Linked DNA regions of Mus musculus: region 2 is linked to region 1. Evidence: chromatin contacts called from public Hi-C data. All regions are on one chromosome and are shown on one strand. Each heading gives the region's core, a stretch centred on a gene start, on an enhancer-like site or on the middle of the called end of the contact. The rest is flanking DNA. Distances are from core to core; before and after follow the strand shown.

Region 1 (5,307 bases), core at 972-3,471:
TTAAGTACATTGCTAAGAGTTTTTATAAACATTAAGTCTCTGAACACGCTGTGCTTCCCAAGAAAATCATAATGCAATTTTTCTGGTTACAGATTTTCTGTCTGTGCTGTTATTATCAATTCTATTGAATAGTTTTTGGTGCTTCTCCTTTGAAAATGAAAGAACATTTTCAGTCATTCCATACCAAAACATGTAGCATCTGGTAAGAGATTAAAATAATATATTTCAGTAAAAGCACTCCAGTTATTCAGAATTGGTTGCTACTTGTCAAAAACCAACAAAAGAACAACAACAGCAAAATCTCAAACAAAACAAAAACCCCCCAAACGGGAAGTGACTCAGAGCCACTGAAAATAGGTCTTTACATTTACATATGCAATGGAATTATTTACCCGTAATAAACAAAGAGCTGAGGGTTACAGCTCAGCTGTAGAACATTGCCTAACATAGATGAAGTTCTGGAGTTAATCTTAGGACGGGATGGGGTTTGGGGGGGGGTGGGAACCAGGAAAGGGGCTAACATTTGAAATGTAAATAAAGAAAATATCCAAGAAAAAGAAGAAGAGAAATCATGTTTATTTGTTTGTTTAAACTTGAACCAGTAAACCATTATGTTGAGTGAGATCAGCCAGGTACAGAAGGATAAATGCTACATCAGATTCACTTATATATTTAGTCTAAAAAGTCACCGAAATAGAGAATTGAAACCAGATGTGGTGCATGCTTGTAATTGTGGAAGCAGAAGCATCTGGAGTTTAGGGCGAGCTATCCTGAGCTATATAAGACTGCTTCATAAAACCAGGAAGGGAGTGATGGGGCTGGTGCTGATTGGAGGATACAGGCAGACCTTTTTCTAGAGGTTACAAAGTGGTGAGTATAGTTAATAATGCATTATATGCTTGAAATCTGCTAAGAGAATATAATGTTATTACTATATTCACAAAAAATATGTTTAGTAACATTTCAAAATTTATATCAGATGGTTACTTATAAACATAAAAGTTTTACTTGAAAGTTATACTTCAAGAAGACTAGAAGAAAGGAAATTACTTTTGTGTACTTCCTGCCATGTATTTGCCTGGTGTTCTTTAAGTCTTAGTTTGCAGGAAACGGTTTAATTATATTGTCTTTCAGGCGGTTGTTACCAGTGACTAAGGCATCATGCCTGAGACTGTCTTTTGATAAAATGGACTCTGGAGCCAACTAAAGTACTTGTTTTCCTCATTCTGATATTTTCACAAGTTATACAAATACAGTTACCTGGAAGACAACAGTGACATCAGTCTTCTCTTGTCCCACTTGCGTCCTTGTGCTCTGCACAGATGCCAGGCCTAGGTGTATTTGGCCTTTTCACTGTGGGCCTTCAGAATTTGATGGGCACATTTGTGGTTGTGTTGTAGATTGGGCTCTAGGGAAGCAGAGGCTTGTCCCTGCCCTTGAGAGTCTCCTAGTTAATTTGGGAAACATGTCTAAGCAGGATGAAACAAAGGAAACACATGATCATGTGCTTTTTGATGTGTGATAAGAGATGATTCAATGTGTAGTCTGTAGAAATAGAGGGAGATTTAGTCACAGCAATGAAATTGTAGTTGAACCTTGAAAACAGTAATCTTTGAGTATGGAGGTTCCTTTGAATTCAGTGGGGGCGAAGTGTAACATCATAGTTCAGTGGGGAAAGGCTCCTACTATACACACAAGAAAAAGGTGACCTGAACTCAATCTTCACAACCCGAATGAAGGTAGAAGTAACCTCACAGAGTCATTCGCTCACCTCCATATATGTGCTATGACACACTCCCCTTCTACAAATAATATATACAGCCAGGAGCTAGAGCTAGAGCACAGTGCTCGCCTAGTGTCCACAAAGCTCTGGATTTAGTCCCCAATAGCACATAAAATGGGTGTGGTGGCACACACCTACCTGCAATTCCAGCATTCAGTAGGCTGACACAGAAGGGTTGTGAGGTCAAAGTCAGCTTGGGTTGCACAACTTGATTAAAAACAACGCACAGCAATGGAGATAGATTTAGAGGATTAATAAGGAGACTAAAGGGTTTTACTTTTTTTCTGTAAGAAGGAAAAATGGGAATTTAGACAAGTTGGTAGTAAATTATACATGCTCTTTAAACATGAATTTCTTTAGATGTGGTGGGCATTGTGAGCTGTTGGAGATTTGGCTGCAACATCTGTCACCTCTCAGTCACCACTAGGTCCTTTGCCTGTCTGTCAGAAGTCTTCATCTTCTATTACCTCAGTCTTTCTAACACCATCTCTTTCAGATGCTCCAGGAGCCTCTAAATTGTCTCGCATTCTCTGTCTTGCCACATTCCAGACCATAATGCACAGCTGGAGCATTTTCAGATTGTTTTCCTTTTCAGTTTAATATGTATCTGTAATCTTAGGATAAATTATAGACTCCTTAACTAACTCTAACAGTAGCTGACTTCTGTCTGTCTCTCTGACATTAGCTAAGCCACTTTCTCTCTTTTTCCTCTCCCTTTCTCCCTGTCCTCTCTCCTCTGTGCTCTGCTCTCTTCTTTAGCATCCCTTCCTTCCTTCCTCTCACCCTCTCTTCTCCCTCCCTTTTTAGATTATCAGTCTTTATCCTATTTGCTTAGAATCTGCAGCCTTATGGTCTCTGGACCTCCACAGAAAACTTTTTTCTTCTCTGCCTCTGAAACTATTTCTCTGCCACTTGTCTTGGTGTCTCCTACATTTAATGTAATTTTAAACCTCTTGGTTACAAGGTACTGTTGGTTACCACAGGTTTTGTTTTGGTTTTTGTTTTTTTGTTTTTTGTTTTTGTGTTTTGTTTTGTTTTTGGCTACCAACCATAATTAACTTAAGTTTTGATCTTATAATTATTTGGCTAAAATCTGTCTGACTAGATTGTCAGCTCCAGAGAGGGCCTCTGTCTTGGTCCACTGGTCCTTTTGCCTAGCACGGTGTCCACATTACAGTACATGTGCACTGAATACTGAATGATTTGTTTATTTTGTTTTGTTTTTTGAGACCAGCCTCTGTATGTACCACTGGCTGTCCTGAAACTCTATGTAGACCAGTGTGGCCTCAAACTCACAGAGATCTGCCTGCCTCAGCCCCCCAAGTGATGGGATCAAAGGTGTACATTACTTACTACACTACTCTTGAGTGACTTTTTTTCCTTGTTCTTTCTGAGCTCAGGCTGGCTGATTCAACTCAGCTGTTCTGGCTCAAACTCCTCTTGAAGCTGACTGATTCAATCTGGCTTCTCTCTTGGCCTCTGACTGAATTGCTCTGCTTGACCTTGTATCTTTGGCAATATGTTCTAATCTTCTGGCTCCTTCTCATTTTCTGGCTTGTTCTGTTTTCACCTGTGTCCAGTTTTCTCTCTGCAACCTGTCTATCATTGTCCTGGTAAAAATGCCTTCCTCTCTCCTCTGCCCCTGTTCTCTTAAGTAGTCTCTTCTTCCTGTCTCTTCTTGTGTGGGGGGAAGGGGTATCCTATCTCTGACTCATTCTGTCAAATCTTTATCTGATTTGTCAGTTTGTCTATCCCTCAATTAGACATCATTGTTTGGGATTAAAGGCGTGTGCTAAAACCGTGTCTGTATCCCAGCCAGAGGGATTAAAGGAGAGTGCTAAGGACTGAGCCACACCACACCTAGAAACAGGGCTTTTCAGTCAATAACAGTGTCAGGGTTCACAGTGTGATCAATATCCTCCAACAAAACTGTGTCCCAGCTGTTTTTGATTGTTGCTTGGGTTATTGAATAGGGATCATTCTCTTCCCTTGCTTTTTGAAGTTTTCTATAAAATTGTAAAGGCGGTCAGAGAGGTGGGTGGGGTTTCATTGTTGTCTGCACTAACTGTAGAGTAAACCTAGGGCCTAATGCATAATGCTCTGTCCCTGAGCTATACCCCTAGCTATTACCTTTTTAAAACAAGGTCTCATTTAATTGACCAGGCTGGCCTTGAACCTGTAGTCATTCAGTCCCAGGTTCTAAAAAGCTAGGATACTGGGCCCGTTCCACCAGACCCAGCTAAAGACTGTTAATATGAGTAGAATACATAGATTGTCTAGAGAGCTTGCCTAAAGTAGATTAGGAAGTTTTGAGCTGCACATAGAAAGGTGCTAGAGGGGCTGGTGAGATGGCTCAACAGGTAAGAGCACCCGACTGCTCTTCTGAAGGTCCTGAGTTCAAATCCTGCCAACCACATGGTGGCTCACAACCATCCGTAACGAGATCTGACTCCCTCTTCTGGTTTGTCTGAAGACAGCTACAGTGTACTTACATATAATAAAAAATAAATAAATCTTTAAAAAAAAAAGAAAGGTGCTAGAAATGTTTTGTATAGTGAGTGATTCTTGACTGTGTGTGTGTGTGTACTTGTTAGTAGATTTGAGTGAGTCGTTCTCTATCTGGAGTAAAGACTTACGCTTACCTTTCTTCATTATTCATAGAGTTACCTTGATTTATAATTGTATTCCCATTGTATTTTGATAATCATTTAAGGTGCTTCCAGTAGCCACCTCGTTCTCCTTGGGGTGTTATTGTAACTGTTGTCCTAGAGGTTTGTGAAGGGATGTGTCTTTGATTCCTCGAGCCACAAAGATAGGAATCCTGGGCCACTTAGGATGTCTGAGAAAATGTGTGTGTTAAGTGTTTGTAAAAGTTCCCTGGGTAGAGAAGTTGAAGGAGCAGAGTTGCTTTTGGCTGATCCAAGTGGCATTCACTAGAACTACCTTCTTTTCTCCTTTGGCAGCGGAAGATTATTTTCTTGCCCTGTGCCTTCTCTCCCATGCTGAGTCTCTGGGACATTGTAGTCTACAAATAGGAAACAGGTTTTGTGCCCCCACCCATGCCAGTGTAATTTTTGTCTTTGAATGGAATCAGGAAATCCGTTTTGAATACTAAAAATATACAAGACTTGCGCCCATCAACAGTTATTCATTGTAAAAAGGAAAGATTCAATAAACATTTGTTGAATTCTAATTATATACTAGGCACTATGTTAAATGGTGAAGTGATTAAAGAGTGCTATTCACAGTGAATTATAGCTTGAGAAATAAGACAGGACAATACACACAAACATATACAAACGTATCCAAATACACAAATTTGCAGTTATCAGATCATTCACAAATTCTTCTTAGTCACCAGTATGAATTTTGTAAAACTCACTTTTAGTTTGTGTATGTGTTTTGTGGTTTTAAAAAGCAGGTCTCAGGTGGCCCAGGCTGCCTATGAGCTTGCCATCCAGCCAAGGTGTCCTTAGGCTCTTGCTGCTCCTCCTCAGCCTCCCACTAAGTGAATTTTACACACT
Region 2 (5,239 bases), core at 2,240-4,739, 42 kb before region 1:
AAAATCATAAACATAAGCTGTGTATGGGGACACATATCTCTAACGCCAGCATTTGGGGGAAGCTGAGGTAGGGTAACTACAAGTTTGAGGCCAGCCTAGGGTACATGAGTCTGAGAATAACCTGGGCTACAAAGCCAGAATCCCTTTTATAAAGGTTGTTATGAGGATTAAAAATCCAGTATAAGCCAGATGTAGTATTACACACATTCCAGTAGTTGGGAAGTGAGAACATCAAAACAGGAAAAGGTATTTTCAGCACTTCACCATGTATGTGTGTATGTATGTATGTATGTATGTATGTGTGTGTATAATATATGCATATACATATGTAATTTATATATATGTACATATATTATTTTACTTGCCAGAAATGCCCTTGGCCAGAACTTCAAACTTGGATTCTACATAATATTAAAAATATGCTAAGCCGGGCGTGGTGGTGCACGCCTTTAATCCCAGCACTCGGGAGGCAGAGGCAGGCGGATTTCTGAGTTTGAGGCCAGCCTGGTCTACAAAGTGAGTTCCAGGACAGCCAGGGCTATACAGAGAAACCCTGTCTCGAAAAACCAAAAAAAAAAAAAAAAAAAAAAAAAAAAAAAAAAAAGAGCTTTAGAGGCCAGTCATGGTTGTCATGCCTATAATTCCAGCAATCTGGAGACTAAGATAGCAGAATTAATGAAACTAAGATAGCAGAATTAATGAAATTCCAGGCCAGCCTGGGCTACAGAGTAGGATTCTGCACAAAACACGAAACACGAAACAAACAAACACGGAGCATGTCTGGTTAGGTTTGAGGCAGGTAAAGGTGTGAGCTGCTAAGTGTGACGACCTGAGTTTGACCAATAGGCCCCACATGTGGACACTAAGTTGTTTGGCAAGTTGTTCTCTGACCTTTACAAGTGTACCATGGTCCACCCCTAGTATGTAAATAAATAAATGAATAAATAAATAAATAAATAAACAAATGTGAAAACAAACAAGCACACAAAACACCCACAGGATACTATCAGGAGCAAGCTGAACCTGAGATAGGCTGCCAGACCACTATGACCTTGGAGGGTTTAAATGTTCTACACTTATGCTTTACTGGAATTTATCCTCTTTTTCTCAAGCCTTTTGAAAGGACGGCATCTCATCCTTTCCACTCTTTCTGTTTCTAGCGCATTGAAATCCTGACCCAGTAAGACCGTTTTCTGTGAAACACCGGCTGCCGGTTCCTTGATAAACCAAAGACAGCCATCTTCATGAAGGGGACAGTTGCACTTGGCTTTGTTGCTTGTGACAGTCAACCTCTGTAGCATAAGTTAGCCTCTAGCTTTCAATCCTCTTGCCACAGTCTCTTTTAAAGTGTATATGTGTATGCGATGAGTGTATGCACAGACATGCCTCGTGTTGGCTGTGGAGACCAGGAGTACTTCCTTTCCTTGTGTATCCCAGGATGGAACTTAGGTCCTCAGGCCTTTTACCCAGAGAGCCACCACGCTGGTCCAGCCAGTGTCCCGAGTGCCAGAATTGTCTTGCTACCTGTGTACCATCACACCTGGCTAGACCAGAACATTTAAAAAAACAAACAAACAAACAAACTTTTTTTTTTTTTCCTGAGCTAGGGGACTCCTTATATAGCTCTTTTTCACCTACTCCTCTCCCAACTTCCAAAAGCAGGCGTCTTGGTGGTTGTCAGCTGGTGACGCTGCAGTACCGCGTCCTGCCACGAGAGGACAGGGAGCCGCCTCCACTCAAATCCGCAGAAGGTCAAAGGCACCTCTCCTCTAAGCTGGGTCGGCATCGGCAAGCTCAGCTTGCAGCTTCTGCGGTTCTCACCTCCAAAAGGGCTCCCTTTTTCACTCTGAAAGATGACCTGCAAGTCCCCGGAGGCATATTCCATAATGGTTACCTTAAATGATTAATGATTGCCAGCCTTAACGGGTGCACCTTTGTTGCAGGGTTTAAAGGTGGGAGAGGACTAACAGAAACGTTACCTTTCTAACCCACTCGGAAAGCACGCCAAGCCACCTAGGCGGTGCCCACATCGATTCACCTCAACATACTGCTTGAAGGCCGGAATCCTTACTTCAGTACCCTGCAGATGGCGTGTGTTGAGGGGTACAGGAATCTGGTTCTTGGGCCAGTCCACTCGAAGTGTGCTTTTCTGTCATTGATCTCATCTTTGTTATGTGATATCCACGTGAGTCCTTTTTAGTAGAAGCTTCAAGCTCAGATGCTCAAAGAACACTGGAATAAAGCTTCGATTGTCCTATTCAGTTGCTGAGAGTGGTTGTCGCCACCTCAGGTCTCTCATTTTCCTAAGTAGGTAGTGTCTCAAAACAAAGCTACTTTGAAAAGAAGGGAGAAAAAAGCAAAAGCAAAAGCAAACCAAAACAAACAAAAAACCCAAACCCATGAAAGACTTGGAGTTAAAGTAGGCTCAAGTAGGTCTTGCATCTCTTGAAAGCAAGTGAACTCTGGTTTGACTTAAAGATGATGCTGTACTACCGATGTCGAGAATACTTACTTAATGTGTAAGGGCGTTTTGATTTCATGTTTGTGTGTGCGCCCCATGTGTGCTCGGTGCCCATGGAGGTCAGCGGAGGGCATCAGATCCCCTGGAACTGGAGTTACAGATGGTTCTGGGCTGCCATGTGGGTGCTGGGAATCGAGCCGTCAGTGCTCCTAACAACCCTAAAATACCTTTAACGTCTTATTACATTTTATTTGTGTGTGTGTATTACATTTTATTTATTTATTTGTGTGTGTGTGTGTGTGTAGCGGGGTGGGGAACAGCATGTGGACTGAGGACAACTTTCAAAGGCGGTTCTCTCCACCGCATGGACCCTTTACTTGTTGAGCCATCTCGAGGGCACGCAGAAAAGATTCTTTTAGAAAAAATAATTCTTGGCTGCGTTTGCCCGCACTCGTGTAGTAGGGTCTTTCAAGGACGAAGACATAGGTGAAGATATGTTTGATATCACCGGTGCAGTTTTCCTTCAAGTACCTGTAACTTCCCTCTCAAGAGAAAAGCCCCGGATTTGGGATTCCGGGACCTTCTTACAAAATGATTGACTGCAGCACTCTCAGATCGCCTTGCTTTCCTTCCCCTAGAGTGGGGGCATTGGAGCAGCCGCCTCCGTCGGAGGAGAGACCCCAGCGCGGGCAGGAGGCGGGCGGGCCACAGACCCAGGCTCCCGGGCCGCGAACCCGGAGCGCCGAGGCGCCGCTCGGTCGGCCCGGTACGCGACCCGAGCCCGCCTCCCGGAGGCTCCGGAGGCTCCGGCTCGCGGGGACGAGCGCCGAGGGGCGGGCGATGCGCGGCCTGGGCCGGAGACCCCGCCCCCCCACCCCGCCCCCCGCCCCGCCCTCGCCCGTCTCCTCCTTTCCCCCCCGGGCTCCGCTGAGTTCATTCACTGGGATTGGTTTCAAGTGACGCCATCTCTTTATTTTTAAACCGATGACCTCATCCGCGCTTGAAGTTTCCTGACCAGCGACTCTTTCTCTCTCCCCAACCCCCACACTACCCCCCCTGGTCCCCTCCTGCGGGCATCACCGTTTGGGGGGGCTCTCATCCCGTTTCCAACCATTTACCCTCCCCCTCTCGCTTTTCCCGCGCGGACCCCCAACTTTACCTCAACTTCTTCATCCCTGTCGACATTTTTTTTTCCCTCTTTCGGGGGGCGGTGGAAGAGAAAGTGAAGAAAAGTTGCAAACGCCCGGGCTCTCGCTAAGCTCTCCGCCCACCCTTCAGAGGAGAAGCCCCGGCGGCGAGGAGGACGCGCGAGCGACGGCTGGGCGACGCGGTGACAACGCTCGCTCCCCTCCGCGAGCCTGGAGCCGGCGGCCCCTCAAGTAAGTGTTCGCGGCGGGCCGCGGGCCGGCTGGGAGGCGCGTCCGCTCCTCGTGCCGGCCGCCGCGCGCTCTCCCCGGCCGGGGGCCGGCGGGCCACGGCGGCCCGGAGCGGCGACGGCGGCGGCGGGGGGTGTGTAGGCCGCGCTGGGGGTCGGCCCGAGCCGCGGGGGCGCCCCGGCCTCGCCGCGCCGAGCGGGCGAGCGGGCGAGCGGGCGAACGAGCCCCGGGCCGCGGGTCGCCGGCACCTGGGCGGGCGAAGCTGCTCACTTCCAGACTGTTACACAACACGCCTGCCAAGTGGGGCCCTGACTGTTTCCATAATCCCAAATTCACCTTGTGTGTGTGCAGGCAGCCAGCGAGGCCACCTGGGGAGCGACCGTGTCGCTTCCTTAAACAAGGAAAAAAAAAAAAAAACCCACCCCCAAAACTCAACTTTCATTCCGGGGCTCCCGTCACGGTGTTGGAGGAAAACGGTCCGCCGGTGACTCCTTTATTTACAGTAGCTGTAAAATGTGAGACATGAAAACGGGGAAACAACGGACGGTGTGTGTGTGTGTGTGTGTGTGTGTACGGTGTAGTTTCACGTGGAAAAAAAAAAACCCTAAGGAGGACATACATGCAAACTCTTTAAGAGCGACGGGTTGTTTCCTACAGAAAGCTGATAATACACTTGGGGAAAGTACAAGGAGATCTTAAAATGAATGGCTTGTGCAAAATTGGAAAGAACTTTTCTTAAACGCCTGTTGCAAAGATCCTTGGTGTTTTGAAGTCCTGTGTGTCTCAGATTGTTTGGAGAACGCACACCTCTAATCAGCCCATGATTAGAGAGGAAAAACCTGTTGCATAATCTCATTTGCTGTGGGGTTGGCTGTGCCGTCCCCTGAACCAAGGGGAAGTGAGTTAGGATGAGGGTTTTTAAACCTCTGAGGTTTTTATTTACACAGTGCGCTGGGTGCCACTTTGCTTTTAAAGATTGTAAGTAAATACTCTGCTCTTACAAGCGAATCAAACCTATCGAACCTGCTGGGAAAATGACCAGGTATGTGTTCTCTCCTGCTCACGTTATCTCTCTCTCTCTGAAATAGATTCTCAGGGGGAATAAGCCTCTTTGGCCACTCTGTGGAGCTTGATAGTACATACAGTTAACAACTACTTCCTCAAAAAGCCTACACTTTTTCATCTCCCTTAAAGAAAAGACCTTTAAAGGTAAATTTCAGAAGAAGGGGAAAAAAGCTTAACAATTGAGACAATTCAAATATTAGCGAGCACACTGTGGGAGGCTGTAATTCAGATTTATAGAATTCTCTATTGGGTGAAGACCAGTCGCTTGGAGAAGTAAATTGAAAACTGAAGTGTCTGTGGCTTTGTGTATTCTAGTCAAAATGTGACCAGGCACTGC

The links. Hi-C and Micro-C count contacts between places; a contact is called where the count stands out from the background.
Region 2: a contact with region 1 is called in a Hi-C map of liver, with 3 times the contacts expected there. The contact joins the promoter of Dusp16 here to the enhancer-like site in region 1. A contact is called at or near these places in 3 of 39 promoter capture datasets (liver and macrophages), 18 of 484 Hi-C or Micro-C datasets (CD4 T cells, bone marrow-derived dendritic cells, centroblasts and 8 more), 7 of 115 datasets of contacts at active chromatin or transcription factors (the HPC-7 cell line, embryonic stem cells, epiblast stem cells and 3 more) and 3 of 9 other capture datasets (adipose tissue, liver and pancreatic islet).

Annotation. Positions count from the first base shown.
Region 1 is chr6:134,747,880-134,753,186 of GRCm38.p6, reverse strand. All of the region lies in intron 3 of Dusp16 (dual specificity phosphatase 16), which reads left to right. Among named protein-coding and RNA genes, the nearest start is that of Gm36328, 3.3 kb to the left of the region's middle. Within about 2 kb of position 2,221, at least 5 of the 459 cell types and tissues checked have an H3K27ac peak or open chromatin away from gene starts, as enhancers often do. A contact at or near this core is called in liver, where this site is marked.
Region 2 is chr6:134,790,878-134,796,116 of GRCm38.p6, reverse strand. Dusp16 (dual specificity phosphatase 16) reads left to right here and starts at 3,489. Exons shown (of 7, transcript NM_130447.3): 1 at 3,489-3,840. It overlaps 1700055D16Rik (RIKEN cDNA 1700055D16 gene), which reads right to left and starts at 3,757. Exons shown (of 2, transcript NR_151454.1): 1 at 3,621-3,757.